Regions from separate parts of the Bicyclus anynana genome. Here region 2 is linked to region 1. A link is a contact called in public Hi-C data. All regions are on one chromosome and are shown on one strand. Each heading gives the region's core, a stretch centred on a gene start, on an enhancer-like site or on the middle of the called end of the contact. The rest is flanking DNA. Distances are from core to core; before and after follow the strand shown.

Region 1 (2,613 bases), core at 61-2,560:
CTAGAGCTTGTTAGTTACCGGATAGATTTCACCGTCAACTAACTAGATATTAAACTGTGTATTGGGAACTACAGTTTATGTATAGATAGATGTGACTGGGATGGATATAAGAATCTAGCGGACGTTCGCGACTTCGTCCGCCCTTAGACCTCCTTAATCCGGCCCTCTCGCAAAATCCTTTTTTTTCTTCTACAAGTTAGCCCGTGACTGATGGTAAATGATGGTCGAAACTAAGATGGAAGCGGGCTAACTTGTTAGGAGTAGGATGAAATCCACACTCCTTTCGGTTTCTACACGACATCGTAACGGAACGCTAAATCGCTTGGCGGTACGTCTTTGTCGGTAGGGTGGTAACTAGCCACCAGCCATACCTAGACCAATTAAGAAAACCCTCAATCGGCCCATCCGGGGATCGAACCCAGGACCTCTGTCTTGTAAAGCCACCGCGCATACCACTGCGCCACGGAGGTCTTTCTTAGCGGATCGCTACTAACTGTAACCGACGTCCAAGCCAAATTTCATCTTTGTACCTATGTCAAGCGGTTTTCGAGTTTTCTTGATGAAATGCAAACGCATTTATATATTACGATCCTGGGTCAAAGTTCTTTGGCCACATCTCTAGAAATCAGGATTCAACTGAGCTGTTGGTAGTGTAGGGTCAAGTTGAAGGCAAAAGATCCAGAGGCTGATCTCCATGCCGCTGGATGGATTTCGTCAAGGCTGCTACATAATCATCCACGTTTGAGTGTTCCCATCCAATGCAGCCATCGCCAAAACTGGAGAAGTATTGCACAGAATGCGTCGCTTATCTTTGCAACCACAACCACTCTGCCAAGAGTAAACGATTAAGAAGAAGGTATCTGAAGTCGGGCTTTGAAACACTGAAATTTTCTTTGTTTTAACAGAAAAAACTTGGATATAAATAGCCATAATTGGTCCAAACATAGATATAAGAATATCTACAGTCCAAATAATATATAAAAAAATCAGAGATTTTTTTGCGAATTTTACCATTTTTGTGTCGGTCTTGACTGGGTTATAGATATTTTATAAGTTCCATCCTAAGACACATATTTATCTCTATATGTAGCTCTTGTTGTTTGCAACCTAGACATCTATAAGCTAATGTTTTGCCTTCCTCCATTCAAATAAAAAAGAAAAGAAATTGTAGGTATGATCGTGTATGAACTCATTCGCAACTCAACTGAGGCGGTAATGAAAAAAGTGTGATGACTTTAATTAAAACGCAGGCGAAGTTGAACGCGTCCGATGAATGGGGAGCCGCCGGATATGAAGCGTCTCATCATTCGCGTGTGGGTGGGCTCATAGGGTTGTCACTGGGGCCCTTCAAGCTTAAGCTTAAGCTTCACTGGGCCCTTGGGCACACAATTTGGTGGATTTAAATACGAATAGTATAAAAACAGTGATATAAACTGAATCAGCGATGAAAAAAAAGAATGCATTTACTTATATACCTACTAATATTATAAAGTTGAAGAGTTTGTTTGTTGTTTGATTGAACCCGTTTATCTCTGACTGCTGGTCCGTTTTGAAAAATTCTTTCAGTGTTAGATAGCACATTTATCGAGGAAGTATAGGCTATAATTTTGCCCCGTATTACTACGGGAACGGGAACCACGCGGGCGAAACGGCGTCAGCTGGTGTTACACAAAAACGGCGCACAAAAGTAGTTCCATATGCGGAGCGTGGATCAACTATTTGACAACTTTCAACATAATTAAATGCATTTCCGTAAGCCGAGTGATTGATAGTGGTAATAATTGTGTCTATGAATCGTAGGTACAATATATGTTGTTTATAAAAGTCGAAGCAAAAAATATTATTATTATACTTACATATTAATAAAACTTGTGTCTGTCTGTTATTTCATAATAACTTGAGAGATATACCTCTCCTAATCTTGTAGAAAAATCTTTCGCGTACAGGTTTCTTCACAATAAAACAAATAAGGGCAAAGCTTGTTAATACATATTACGTGTAATATTTCAATTAATTTTTTGTAAAATATTATTGTTGTGTACCAACCCTACAGTTAAAACAATACAGGAATGGAGAGTACCAGTTCTTCGTGGAAATTTTTGCCTGTGTTGAATTTATAAATTCAATTTATAGTTACTGTTAAGCTATGATACTCGTAAGATGGAAGCGGGCTTACTTGTAAGCGGAAAAACTTTATTCTACTCATATCTCTGTCAATTTCTACGCAGCATCAAGAGTAAGTAAGAGGAACATCTGCATTCTACCCAAATCTCTATTAGTTTCTACGCAGCATCAAGAGTAAGTAAGAGAAACAACTTTATTCAACCCATATCTCTCTCAGTTTCTAAATAATAAGTTTCTTAATAAATGCAATTTTTACATTCTATTGGAAATTATATAAAATTAAATATCTACCCATTTAATATTATCTACAAATGATTGCTGTGACCTTGTGGCCTTAGCAGAAATGCGTAGAACAATAAAAAAATGTAAAGTAGAAAAGAACCCAACAAGCGACGTGTTACCACACCCGTTACCAGGTGTTGCGTTCACAACTTGTAGAGGTCGACAACTATCCGACGTATTTATAACATACCTACTTCACTTCTTAGA
Region 2 (2,613 bases), core at 74-2,573, 66 kb before region 1:
AAGGATTTTAAAGCTTGAATTTGTTAGTTTTAAGTTGTTAATTTATCTACATTGAATTTTTATCAAGCAACGTGTTCTGCTCAATCCTAAAGAATACCAATGTGAGCTGTCAGTGTCATGTAATATTGTCAAATGTCAGTAGGTATTACACAAGTTAAAAATAAATATTAAACCATAGGCAGAGAAAAAAACAATCCTATAATTGCTTTAAAAACATCATAAACGATCGTGATGACCGTGACGTCATATGTGAGCTGTTGTTTTAGTGCTAATTTCAAATAGATGGATAAAAATTATTTTATTTTTCTATTATATAACATTTCTTTTTTAAAAAATTATATTTATTACAGGTATAAAACTTACAGTTTTAATATATTTTTACGAAAACTGTCAAGTAGGTGCTTCATATTTATTCTTAGGGGTAGGGTAGGGATTTGGTAGGGGTAGGGTAGGAGTAGATTAGGGGTAGGTAAGGGGTAGGGTAGGAGTAGTTTAGGGGTGGGGTAGAGGTAGGGTAGGGGTAGCGAATAAGTGTACAAAAGTCATAGTGAAGCTTGATCGGGTCCGTTAGTATTATATAATGTAAAATGTATTGTATGGTATTGCCTGAATATCCTACCTCTACCTTAAAAAAATGCTAATTTTCATTGTTTATAAGATGTATTCTGCTATTCGAGGCGGAGACAACCATGAAAATTGGTCCAGCAGGTCCCGAGTAATAAGTGTTGTAACAAACCCGTCTTTGTTTTATATATATAATAATCAATGATAATTTTATACTATAGATCGGTTACAACCCTACAAAATCACCGCAAAAAGAGATCCGAATAATAGGCTACAAAACTGAGCGCACACATGCACAATTTTGTCTTTAATTACTTATTCCATTATTTATTTATGTCCCGAAATAAAGAAAGTCGAAAAAAGTAATATCTTTTTGAATACAATATCTTTTTCCTCATTTCGTATATGGTGTGGTAGATTACTGTAAATTTTTACTGACATAGCATATGGTCTGGAGCTGTGGAGTATTAGTTTCGAAGAATGGGGTAGGTTAGTTTATTTTTGTTTTTCGTGGAAGCACCGTGATTTATTAGTATTTTCGACTTTTTTGTACTTTAGAGGCAGTTGATATAAATAACAGACTAAATCACGTTTATTCGTCTTCTACGTGTATTCTACATAAAAGTCATGAAAAAAAAATCGGACTTTAGCTTTACACATTATTTCATTTCTTCTATCGTCTAGGTCAAAATTAGAAATATTGGTAGAAATTGTAAAAATAAAGGTAGTTTCTTCTCCAATCAAATGGCAACACCGTTATAATGACCGCCACCCGTGAGCGAAACGTTCGCTCGATCTCGCTCTGTCGATCGAGTTTGGCAGTGGAAGCCATTTTATTCTTGTGAATGTTACAAAATATTTTTCGTAATTTCTCGATTTCAAACTAATCGTGTCAATGTGTGCCTCCAACAAGTGTCTTTTGTGACGTGCATTCGTGCTGTAAAAGTTGATAATGTTCGTGTTTCATATCGGTCTGTGGTGACCTGCCCGTTTCTTACGGACGTAGGGGCATCGATTAGTGCACACAGACAGCCTCTATAACGGCGAATCGGGGCTCTGGAATAGCGAGTGGTGTGCGCCATGGGCAACAATGCTGCCACCGCCAACAAAAAGGTGGACGCCGCCGAGAGCGTCAAGGAATTCCTTGACCAGGCCAAGGAGGACTTCGAGGAGAAATGGAAGAAGAATCCTACTAATACCGCCGGACTGAACGACTTCGAGCGAATAAAGACGCTCGGCACGGGCTCGTTCGGCCGAGTCATGATAGTGCAACACAAACCCACCAAGGAGTATTACGCTATGAAAATATTAGATAAGCAAAAGGTCGTCAAGTTGAAGCAAGTCGAACACACGCTGAACGAGAAGCGAATCTTGCAGGCGATCAACTTCCCCTTCCTCGTAAGCCTTAAGTTTCACTTCAAGGACAACTCCAACCTGTACATGGTTCTAGAGTACGTTCCGGGCGGAGAGATGTTCTCTCACCTCCGCAAGGTCGGTCGTTTCTCGGAGCCGCACTCGCGCTTCTACGCCGCCCAGATAGTGTTGGCGTTCGAGTACCTGCACTACCTCGACCTCATCTACCGGGACCTCAAGCCTGAGAACCTGCTGATCGACTCGCAGGGCTACCTCAAGGTGACGGACTTTGGTTTCGCGAAGCGGGTGAAGGGTCGCACGTGGACGCTGTGCGGAACACCCGAGTACCTCGCGCCCGAGATCATCCTGTCCAAGGGTTACAACAAGGCGGTAGACTGGTGGGCCCTTGGCGTGTTGGTTTACGAGATGGCGGCCGGATATCCGCCGTTCTTCGCCGACCAGCCGATACAGATATACGAGAAGATCGTGTCAGGTAAGGTTCGCTTCCCTTCACACTTCGGGTCCGATCTGAAAGACCTGCTGCGGAACCTTCTGCAAGTCGATCTCACGAAGCGGTACGGCAATTTGAAGGCGGGTGTGAACGACATAAAGGGACACAAATGGTTCGCGAGCACCGACTGGATCGCCGTCTTCCAGAAGAAGATCGAGGCGCCGTTCATACCCCGCTGCAAAGGC

Evidence for each region. A called contact is a pair of places that touch in the nucleus more often than the background predicts.
Region 2: a Hi-C map of whole body shows a contact between it and region 1, with 2.5 times the contacts expected there. The contact joins the promoter of LOC112048100 here to the enhancer-like site in region 1. A contact is called at or near these places in 2 of 2 Hi-C or Micro-C datasets (whole body and whole larva).

What each region holds. Positions count from the first base shown.
Region 1 is chr13:10,510,073-10,512,685 of ilBicAnyn1.1, reverse strand. No RefSeq gene overlaps it. Among protein-coding and RNA genes, the nearest start is that of LOC128198700, 5.3 kb to the right of the region's middle. Within about 2 kb of position 1,310, at least 6 of the 8 cell types and tissues checked have open chromatin away from gene starts, as enhancers often do.
Region 2 is chr13:10,576,426-10,579,038 of ilBicAnyn1.1, reverse strand. It overlaps LOC112048100 (cAMP-dependent protein kinase catalytic subunit 1), which reads left to right and starts at 1,323. Exons shown (of 1, transcript XM_024085481.2): 1 at 1,323-2,613. The coding sequence starts at 1,645.